Linked DNA regions of Mus musculus: region 2 is linked to region 1. Evidence: chromatin contacts called from public HiChIP or PLAC-seq data. All regions are on one chromosome and are shown on one strand. Each heading gives the region's core, a stretch centred on a gene start, on an enhancer-like site or on the middle of the called end of the contact. The rest is flanking DNA. Distances are from core to core; before and after follow the strand shown.

Evidence for each region. HiChIP or PLAC-seq counts read pairs in DNA pulled down with a chosen protein or histone mark.
Region 2: a contact with region 1 is called in an H3K27ac HiChIP or PLAC-seq map of embryonic stem cells, with 6 times the contacts expected there. The contact joins two enhancer-like sites. A contact is called at or near these places in 1 of 39 promoter capture datasets (hippocampal neurons), 1 of 484 Hi-C or Micro-C datasets (embryonic stem cells) and 3 of 115 datasets of contacts at active chromatin or transcription factors (all in embryonic stem cells).

Annotation. Positions count from the first base shown.
Region 1 is chr6:39,442,385-39,447,953 of GRCm38.p6, reverse strand. No RefSeq gene overlaps it. Among named protein-coding and RNA genes, the nearest start is that of Gm25402, 23 kb to the right of the region's middle. Within about 2 kb of position 1,648, at least 105 of the 459 cell types and tissues checked have an H3K27ac peak or open chromatin away from gene starts, as enhancers often do. A contact at or near this core is called in embryonic stem cells, where this site is marked.
Region 2 is chr6:40,331,136-40,337,085 of GRCm38.p6, reverse strand. The region is part of intron 2 of Agk (acylglycerol kinase); the gene reads right to left. Among named protein-coding and RNA genes, the nearest start is that of Agk, 8.6 kb to the right of the region's middle. Within about 2 kb of position 3,380, at least 4 of the 459 cell types and tissues checked have an H3K27ac peak or open chromatin away from gene starts, as enhancers often do. A contact at or near this core is called in embryonic stem cells, where this site is marked.

The DNA.
Region 1 (5,569 bases), core at 399-2,898:
TTTGAGTCATTCTCCTCCGTGTTCCCATTCACCCACATCCCTATAAGGAAGCCCTCACCCACACTGCTGAAACTCACCCCAGGAAACTAAGCCAGACTTGGATAGAAAGGTTCCTTTGGTCTCTTGACAGTGTGATACCTGAGATAATAGATGTTTGTCACATCAGAAAAAGTTACACAACAACTTAGTTCAGCAAGAGGAGAAATGTGCCTGGTGCCTGGTAGGGAGAACATTTCCATATTTCCTCTTTTTTATAAAATTGTTCTTTTTTCTTTTTTTTTTTTTTTTTTTAGAAATGGGTTGCAGGACTAGAAAGATGACTCAGCAGTTTAGTGCTGGCTACTCTTACAAAGGATCTGGGAGATGATTTGGATTCAGTTCCCTGGACCCAAGTGACAGGTAACAACAGTCTGTAATTCCTGTCCCAGGGGATCAGATGTCCTCTTCTCGCCTCTGCTGCTACCTTGGAAGCATATGGTGCACAGACAATACATGCAGGCAAAAAACACACATACACATAAAAATAAATAAATAAATAAACATGCATTCACATAAAAATAAATAAAAATTTAAGACCTATTAAAATAGTATTTTGGGGACTATTAAATATTTCGTAAAATATTGAAATGAAGTGACTTGTTTGTGCTAAGTTGATAATGGGCTTGCAGAGCATGCGTGAAGGCCTGGGTTTGATCTCCAGCACTGCGGAGACCAGGCCCAGGCGTGATGATGCATGTTAATAATTCCAGTGACCAGTGACATGGGTCTTTTTTTTTTTAATAGGATGATGGGACTCTTCTCCAAACAGTTGTGTCTGATCTAGGGACTTTGGGTCACTGAAGCTCAACCTGAGAGAATAGCTGAGTTTCTTTGTCACAGGCTCTTGTTGGAGTGTGCAGAGCAAGCTTTATTAAGAATTACAGAGGTGGGGGATGGTGTCACATTCCTTTGATCCTAACCCTGGCAAGGGCAAGGCCTGATGGGTCCCTACAGAGAGTTCCAGACCAGCTAACTAAAGGCTGCTGTAGTGAGATCCTGTCTCTTAAAAAAAAAAAAAAAAAAAAATATATATATATATATATATATATATGTATATATATATATATATATATATATATATATATATAGAGAGAGAGAGAGAGAGAGAGAGAGAGAGAGAGAGAAAGAGAAAAGGGAGAGCCGGGCGTGGCTGAGTTCGAGGCTAGCCTGTTCTACAAAGTGAGTTCCAGGACAGCCAGGGCTACACAGAGAAACCCTGTCTCGAAAAAGTAAAAAAAAAAAAAGAAAAGAAAAAAGAGAGAGCCATGATACTTGTTCTATGGGTTTTTTTTTCCTGTTCATATAATATATATAGTACACAGTGCTCCCATACATATATGCCCGCACCCCAGAAGAGGGCACCAGATCCCATTATAGAGGGTTGTGAGCCACCCAGTGGTTGCTAAGAATTGAACCCAGGACCTCTCGAAAAGCTTGCATAATTCTCCGTGACTCCACAGGCTCAGCCAACAGAGGGTCCGACCCTCTATTCTTATTCCCTGGCTCAACCAGGAAATCGCCTGTGATCTGTCCGTGCACTGCCCAGTTCCTCTGCTCAAAGCCCCTTCTGCGCGGCTGTGTCTGGTTAGCGGCAGAGCTCGACTATCTGGCGGATCTTGGTCTCTATGGGTGACCCAGGCACAGTTGATCATTCGCAGCTCCCTTTGTTTTCAAGAGGATTAAGGAGCTCCCTTTTTTTTTTTTTTTTTTTTTTTTTTTTGTTCTACTCTCCGGAACTGGGTGGAGGCTTCAGGTTAAAAGCCTTTTTAGTTTGTTTTTGTTTTGTTTTGTTTTTTGTGTAGTCCTTGCATGTCCCGGAACTTGCTATGTAGATCAGGCTAAAGTCTAACTCAGACTTCCACCACCTCTCAGGGTGTGCGGCCCCAACAAAAGAAGATATTCAAAAGAGGCACCTGAGTCTCTCAATCTGACTATCAATAGAATTGAAATCAATTGGAATAATGGACCGCAAAGAGATTGGAATTCCTCCCACGGAGCTCAGGCGAAGCGAGGAACCAGCAGGAGGGGAGATTGCTCAAAGCTGCAATGAAAAAAAAAAAAAAAGTCAAACTACCTTATGGAAGGAGACTTGACTGGAGCTGTGTTTGGTACAGGTGCGGTATGGTGGAGTAGAGCCTAAAAGGAATGCTAACACTTATTTAGCCCTTAATCTAAACTTAGATCTCATTCTAAGACGCTAAATTTGAACTTGGAAGGTTTCAATGATTTCACTTTGGTTGGTTGGTTGGTTTGGTTTGGTTCGGTTTTAAAGTACAGGGTTTCTCTGTGTAGCCCTGGCTGTCCTGAGACTCGATTTTGTAGCCCAGGCTGGCTTTAAGCTCAGAGACCTATCTTTGCCTCCCTGAGTACTGGGATTAAAGGCATGTGCCATCACACCTGGCTGCATTTCACAATTTTCGGTGATCACATTGAAAAGGAATAAATCCCAGATCACTGCTTTCTACTTTCTTTTTTCTTTTTTTTTTTTTTTTTTTTTTTTAAATGACAGACTACCACTGTATAGTCCTTGGCTGGCCTAGAACTCACTATGTAGATCAGGCTGTCCTTAAATTTGACCTACCAGTGCCTCCTAGTGCTATAATTGTTATAATTAAAAATTAATCCCAGCACTTGGGAGGCAGAGGCAGGTGGATTTCTGAGTTCGAGGCCAGCCTGGTCTACAAAGTGAGTTCCAGGACAGCCAGGGCTACACAGAGAAACCCTGTCTCAAAAAACAAAACAAAAAAATTAAAAGCATGCACCAACATACCTGGTCCCAAACTTCTTTTAGGATGTGGCAAGGATGCCCTGCATCCCTTGCTGAAAACAAGCACCACTATCTGAGTTCAGCCAGGGATAAAGTTCCAAGCTTGGGAAGAAAGCAGGGAGCTGCCCCTGTGTTAAAGAGTCTCGGAGGCTCATTGCCTAGAACACCCATGGTTTGTGGTGAACTGGAATGTTAGAAATCTGGAACCAAATTATTGTGGACTATCTTTAGCTTATTTTTTAAAAGATTTATTTATTTATTTTGTGTATATGAGTGCACACCAGAAGAGAGCATCAGATCCCATTACAGATGGTTGTGAGCCCCAATGTTGTTGGGAATTGAACTCAGGACCTCTAGGAAAACAGCCATTGCTCTTGACCACTGAGTAACCTCTGCAGCCCCCTATCTTTAGCTTCTTCTTCTTTTTTTTTTTTAAATCTAGTTATTTATTATATGTAAGTACATTGTAGCTCTCTTCAGACACCCCATAAGAGGGCCTCAGATCTCATTATGGATGGTTGTGAGCCACCATGTGGTTGCTAGGATTTGAACTCAGGACCTTCAGAAGAGCAGTCAGTGCTCCTACCAGCTGAGCCATCTCTCCAGCCCATCTTTAGCTTCTTAATAGCCATTAATAATCCCCTCTGTATTTGCCTATCTCCATCCCATGGTTATGAGATAAATCTCTTCTGAGTTTATAAACAGACCATTAGCTTTCTACCAATACAAAAGCTAAGAAGGTCATCAGACAGCACTATGTATGGACTATTGCAGAGGTCCCCATGCTTTGCTGTGACCCGCCTACCTGATGTTCTCATATATGTATATATATACAGGTGGGGCACAGCACAGTCCAGGAGTGAGTCCAGTTTGTCTTTATTGTATGATTGCTTTCAAGCGTAAAATGGCAGCAGGCTGGTCTTACAGTCTCCAGGGTTGTAAATCTCTCCCTGAAGAGGACTGCTCTCTCCTGGCTGGTGCTTTTTCCTTCTTCCACAGTACTATTCCTGAGGATATTCTCCCAGTCCTTTGAGGCCCAGTCTCTCCTCCCCCCACCCCACCCCCATACCTGATTCCCACCACCACCATGCCAGCCCCCTCTCAGTCCCCCACAACCCCACCGCCCTGGTTGTTGAGACAGGGTTTATTTGTGTAGCTATGCTTGTCCTGTCCAAGAACTCAGATCTGTATACTAGGCTGGCCTTGAAGTCAGAGATCACCTGCCTCTGCCTCCCCAGATACTGGGATTAAAGGTGTGTGCCACCCCTGCCTAGTGGAGTTGAGCTTCATTGTTTCAGTAGTCTGATAGGAGGCACACGAGTCACTTTAGAATATCTTTTTTTGTTTTGTTTTGTTTAGTTTTTTTAGTTTCTGCCTGTTCAGATTTATACTCTCCATACAGACTTATATACTTTATTTTCCATTTTTTAAAATTTAGTTTAGAATATAAGTACACTGTAGCTGTCTTCAGTCATGACCAGAAAAGGGAATCAGATCCCATTACAAATGGTTGTGAACCACCATGTGGTTGTTGGGAATTGAACTCAGGGTCTCTAAACTGCTAAGTCATCTCTGCAGCCCTAACTATCTTCATTTTTGTCAGGCTAGTTACACACTGAGCCCAGAGCTAGAATTATGGGTATATACAACCATGCCCGGCTTTAGGCTGGGCTGGGTATCCTACAGGTAATCTAATCCATGACTCTGTGTCTTAAACAAAGACTCTATTTACAGGGCTGGAGAGATGGCTCAGTGGGTAAGAGCACTGACTGCTCTTCCAGAGGTCCTGAGTTTAAATCCCAGCACCACATGGTGGCTCACAACCATCTGTAATGGGATCCGATGCCCTCTTCTGGTGGGTCTGAAGACAGCTACAGTGTACTTACATATAATAAATAAATAAATAAACAAACAAATAAATCTTTTTTAAAAACATCAGATCTCCTTATGGATGGTTGTGAGCCACCATGTGGTTGCTGAGATTTGAACTCAGGACCTTTGGAAGATCAGTCAGTGCTCTTGCTGAGCCATCTCACCAGCCCACTTTTTCTTTTCTTTTCTTTTTTTTTTTTTTTTGCAAAGTAAATGGGCTCCTTAATTTGCAAGGTATGCTGCTCATGTTTTGAGCTCTTTTGTCTTTTGGAGTCACAGAGACAACCATGTGACTGCACTCAAAGCCTCTGGATTAGAGATCTGAAAGTGTCAGTGCAATGTAGGTTTCCTAGAGAACCCTGCAATGGATGATATAGCTTGTCTTGTGTTTTTATGACAAATAACTCAGGAGATTCTCCCTCATAGTGCCATGTGGGCTTTGGAGATTGAAATTAGACCATCAGGCTTCATGGCAGGGGTGTTTAACCCTCTAACCCTCTCACCAGTGCCAGTGTGCTCATATACATACTTTTGTGCCTGCAGTTAGGGTCAGAGGCTGGGCTCCGGCAGTCATGCTAGCTTCTGGCATGCTTCTGACATTCTAGCTTCAGCTACCTTTCAGCTTTTGTTTGACTACAGAAACTGAATATTGAGAGGAGAGAAAGAGACGTCTTCAACATGGCCCCACAGGAGAGTAATCAAGAGTTGCCAGGGGAGCCGGGCATGGTGGCGCACGCCTTTAATCCCAGCACTTGGGAGGCAGAGGCAGGTGGATTTCTGAGTTCCAGGCCAGCCTGGTCTACAAAGTGAGTGCCAGGACAGCCAGGGCTACACAGAGAAACCCTGTCTCGAAAAAAACCAAAAAAAAAAAAAAAAAAAAAAGAGTTGCCA
Region 2 (5,950 bases), core at 2,131-4,630, 890 kb before region 1:
TCTCCTTGGTGACTTTCTTCTTTCTGCATCACCAATTATACCAGTCTTGAAGCCACAAAATGATTTCTCCTCTGCCTCAGCCAAATACCCAGTCAATCACCTTGCAATAACAACAGCTAGCATCTGCAGAGAGCTAAATTTAAGCACAGTATAAGACAGCTGACCCACACCTCCTCATTCAGTCCTTGCAACTCACCTGCCAAACACATATAATTATCCCTCATGTGGGACGAGGAGCCAAGGCTCAGAGTTAAGTGGTTTAAGTGACTGACAAGGCCATGAAGCCGACAGGTAGCAAACCTGAATCCTGGAAGCCTCGTGACTGTAGTGCTGTGCCACTCCTAGTACCCAGCTCCATATCTGCCCATTGCTCTCCTTTCCTTATGCTGCCATTATTTCAGGCCTTTAATAGCTCTGCGATCAACTTCTAAAATGCACCCTGCACAGGAGGCTAGGCTAAACCTCTAAAATGCTACCTTGTTCACAATATTCTTCTCCCCTTAAGATCTTTACTGCTGCTCAGACACAGGTATCTTATATGTAAACCCCACTACAACCTGGCTTTTCCATAGTCCATTGAAAACATGCAACTCTAGTCACATTCTTTACCAATCTCCACTAAGTCTTCAACTCAAATGACATCTTTTTAAGATTTCCCTCGTGAGGGAAAAAACAAAAGAAGATGTGTTGTTTGTTACTGTTCTTTGTACCAAGTTCTAGTCTAAGAAAAATCTGTATGGTAGCTCATAGAGAAGGGCACTATTACTGTCTACTACCTCCAGTTTATAGGCAGAGAATCTAATATGGACAGGAGAAGGTACCCAAGGCTCCACTACTTGTGGTGGTTTAAAAGAGAATGGCCCCTAAAGGCTCATATATTTGAATGGTTGGTGCCCCGTTTTTGGACTGTCTAGGAAGGATTTGGAGGTGTGGCCCTATAGGAGGTGTGACATATAGGATATATGTCACTGAGGGTGGACTTTGAAGTTTCAAAAAATCTCTGTCATTGCCAGCCTCTCCCCACTACCCCCTCCACCTGTCTTTCTCTCCTCTTTCAAATATATATAAGCTCCCAACTACTTCTCCAGTGCTATGTGTGCCTACGCTGCCATGGTCATGGTGTCTCTTCACAGCACAAATCAGCAACTTCTAGACATTGCTGATAAATATGAAGCTCAGTTTCATATTGCCAGGCTCTATCTTAACTATGTTACTGTAGGGGGCCTCTGAGAACTGTCCCTTCTTTCTCAATAGCGTGGCAATTGCACCCAAATCCTCTGGTCACTCACACAACAACAGTGTGATATGCTCTCACTGTCCCTATTTCTTCACCTGCATGTAGCTATGAATCTCATGCTATCATGCTACTATGAGACTAATAAGTGTATCATCAAATTATTAGGTAAAATAAACAATGTCATAAATACCAAGAGCTGAGAATCAGACCCAGCAACATTAATAGCTATTATCATTAAGGTCTCGAATCAATTGAATGGCACTGAAAAAAACCCTGTAGACAACTTCATAACCATTGTTTAGAAAGGCCAAGTGTACATCTAGTCATGTTTGGTGTTACATGACATAGAGGAAAAGAAATCTTCAAGATTAATACAAACCAATGAGCACAGAGCCCAGGACCATAGCTACAGTATCATTTGCTCTGCAAGCTTAACAAGGGACTTAATGTGAATGAGATTTTTTAAATCTTCAGGAAAAGATAGTAGGAATTCTAGCCAACTTGAGATGGTAGACAGTCTCTTGAGAAGAGAGATTTGGGTCACAGGCAAGGGACAGTAGTAGAACTGCTATCAGAAGAAGCCTAGAGCCAGAGGCATAAACTGAGACGTGGGGCCAAAAAGAAGCAAGATTAGAGCCGTCAGTACTGAGCCAAAGGGGTTAGTTGAAAAGTGGTGTCAAGGCTCCATGACCAAAACAGTAAGACAGACCAAAGGCAGAAGAAGCTAGGACAAGGCCTCCAGTGATTACAGACAATGACTTCCAGTCAGGTCCTCAAGGGTTCAGGTACGACTTGATGTTCTTAATGGTTTGGGCCTTATTGTTCTGAAGTTAACACTGAATGTAACTTAAAGTTTATTTTATGTTTATCTTATGTATCTGTGTAAGTACCTATGCCACGTATATTCATAGTACCCAGAGGCCAGAAGGAAGTATCAGCTCCTCCTGGAGAGACTATGTAGGTGCTGGAAAACAATCTCAGGTCCTCTGCAAGAGCAGCCAGTACTCAGAACCACAGAGCCATCTCTTCAGCCCCTACCTTAGACTTTTTCAAATTGTCTCATTATATATGGAAGGAGAAATAGAATAGGGCTCACATCTTCTTCAATCATTTGGCAGGTCTTTGTCTTCCTGCCCTAGTGGCTATCCCATGTCATTCATTGTCCAGATACCAGCAAGCACTTTGTTTTAACTCTCCATGGACTAAGTAGTTACTACATGAAATTACTCAGAGCATTTACTGAATGCATGTCTAGAACGCACTAAGCTAGACCTCTGCAGTGATCTTAGCAATCTTTCAATGACTCAATGAAATAGAACTATGCCCGTTCCACAGTTGAAGAAGGTAAAGCTTCAAGAGCCCAAGGTCACACCACTAGGATGTCTCACTGCTATTTGACTCCAGTGACAACTTTCACACCACGCTGCTTCCTTTCTTCTGCTACTTTTTAATCAGCAGGTTCTTTGCTACTAAAAGGCTAGAAAAGTAGAAAGGCTATTGCAGGTAAACCGCTGACATGATGAACAGGCAGCCTGGAACATAATCTTCCCTGGGGATCCCAGAAGGCTCGGTAAGAGCGGCTGGAGAGGAACGAGCAATACTTAAACTCTCTTTACTCTCAGCACACGGGGTCATTTCCTCCTCTTCAATTGCTCTCCCAGAGCTGCGCTGAGAGCCATTCCTGCTGCTCCTGCCAACTACAGCAGCCTTCGGCAGGAAAATTATATAGGAGAAATCTTAAAAAAATAAAAATGAATTTCTTCTTTGAAACTTGGGAGAAGGGAGAAAATATATGGAACTCTCAAAAGAGAAGAAATCCATAAATTACTACAAACAATAAAAAAAAGCCTACAAATAGGTGATGTCAAAAGATTAATAAAAGGAGGCAATAAAAATGGGACAGATAAATAAAAATTAAAGCAGACCTGCTGTGAGTGCCCTCTCACCTCTTCTATTTACATGGAGTGTCAAGAGAAGATAAATGTCTAAAGAAACACACCCAGAATCTCTCTCTCTTACCTCTAAATAGCCTTGTAGTTGGGCGTCATTTACAAAACATATCAAGTAAGTCTGCAGTCTGTAAGACACCAGCATGAAAGACAAAGAAAACAAAAGGACAGCCTAAGGTAACAACAAAAGATCAAAGACAGCCAGCGGAATGCAGCAGGTAAAGGTTGAAAAGTACTCACTTGGTTAAGAGGCTAGGCATGACTTTGTCAAAGGCCTGCTCAATCAAATGATGGCCTATAACCAAACTCCACTAACCTGAGTCTAAAATGGCAGAAAAGGTCAAGAGGAAAACATTAAAAGCTGGTACAAATGAAAAGACAGGGAGGGCAGTAGACAAACAGAATTGTCACTTCAGAGAAGACATGTTTAAGTTTGGAGTGGTTTTGATCAACAAGGAAAAAGCTGATGATTAAGGACTCAAATGAAGGCGCAGATGGTGAGGGCTGGGTACAAAGGAGACATCACTGGGCAGCAGGAAGGCTGCCTCATCCACTGAAGGAAAGAACACAAAAGTGTCTGTGTGTGAATAACCGGTCTGTAGTTTTTAATTTTCTCTTTAAAATGAGAGCTAAGGTTGTCTGAGTATAGAGAAGGCAGAGGATTTACCAGAAATTCAGGAATATTTCAGGATACATTTGTGAGCCATGGAAGAGGAAGCTGCCTATAGATGGAGTGCACTACTTGTTTAGAATTTGACAGCCTGGATGTGAGGTCAGAAGGGGCCAGCGCAGTGGCTACTCTGCTGCTTAGTGCCATACTTTCATCCTCCTCAATAAACACATGTGCATGAGTCCTTCTATGTGCAGGGGCTTCAGGATAATGCCATGCAATACAGAGGCTATATAGTATTATGATAGGAGAAGACACAAGCAGAGCAAACCATCACAATAGCAATGAGTGGGGTTTTGTGTGTATACGTGCACACGTGTGCATGAGCGTGCGTGTGTCAGTGTACTCACCTGTTTAGGTACTCACAAAGGGCAGAGGATGATGTTGGATGTCTTCCTCTATCAGTCTATACCTTTTCTGGAGACAGGGTCTCTCAGAGAACCTGGAACTCACAGTTTTGACTAGGTTGGATACCAGTAAGCCCAGGGATTGTCCTGTCTCCACAACTCCAAAGGTGCACACTGCCATATCTAACTTGTATGTGGCTGCTCAGGTTCCCAAATCAGTTCCTCACGTTTGCACAGCAAGCACTTTAGCCACTGAGCCACCTCACTGGCCCCACAACAACAGAGTATTCTATAGAGGAAGAGTTCATAGCATTATGGAGAAAATGCAGGAAGACTGCCTAATCTAATTAGAGAGGGAAGATGTCTTTGAAAAGACAGTACTTGAGACTTGGAGAAACTTCAGTTGCTCAGAAAAGGATGCCATATGCAAAGCCCTTCTAGGGATTCTGAAACATAATAATTTCATCACTTAAGTAGACTTGAGTTCGAGGCCAGCCTGGTCTACAAAGTGAGCTCCAGGACAGCCAGAGCTACACAGAGAAACCCTGTCTCAAAAAACCAAAAAAAAAAAAAAAAAAAAAAAGTAGACTTGAAGGCCATATGCAAAAATGTAAGATACGGGAAGGTTACCGATATATGCAGATGAGGCCAAATTCAAGCATGCTGCTAAGAATTTGGGATTTCAGTCTAAAAAGCAACAGCAACCTTCACTTGCAAAACAGCAGCATGGCAATGGTGTACAAAACAGAACAGTCAAAAAGCTGGGAAGCTCGTAATAATCCACACAGGAAGGGAGGGCAGTGTGGATGAAGACAGACAGTGGGGACAGACAAAAGAAACAGAACACAGGAGGAGACTAAAACCATTCAAATCCATGCACAGGGCATAAGAAACGTGGGTAAGGAGGAAGAGAGGCTGTCCAAATATCTAGGGAAACGAAATAGACAGTGAGCATGTCCACTAACTGAGGAGCAGGTTGAGCAGGAGGATTTTTGTTTTTAGGATGCTGAGTCAGAGATACCTGTGAAGCACCCTAAGATAAGTACTTGTATTGGCTACCTTTCTATTGCTGTGATAAAACATCACGACTGACGCATCTTATAGAAGGAAGAGTTAATATGGGCTGATGCTTCCAGAGGTTGAGCGTCCACAATGGCATAACAAAGGCACGGTAGCAGAAGAAGGAAGCTGGGGCTCATACCCTGACCCACAAGAAGGAAGCAGAGAGAGCAAACAATAAATGCTGAGTCTCTTAAACCTCAAAACCCACCCTTAATGGCAGATTTCCTCCAGCAAGGCCACACCTCCCAAACAGTACCACCAACTGGGGATCAAGTGTTCAAATGCCACAAGACTATGGCACTGAGACTATCTCCGTCAAGCTATACACCTAGGTCTATAGCTCAGAAGAGGTTTTTATAGAGATGACCAAAACCTGGGACTGGACAGAAGACAGTATGTACAACTGAGATCATTCAGGGGAGAGCATGACATATGAGACGAGGGCATCGGGCAGAGAACTCTTTCCTCATGCTTGAAGAAAGGGAAGGAAGGGGTCACAGAGGACAAGAAGGAGAGAGGCAAAGAGAGACAGAGGGCAAAAGTGTAAGTTTGGAAGGCAGGGATCAGAGGAAATGTTTCCAATTGTGCTAAGGGGAGGACTCAAGAGACTACAAGGCCAGGCAGTACAAGAAGGGTAATTGAGTCAGAGAACGTATGGAAGAAAAATAAGATACAAGTGCCAAGC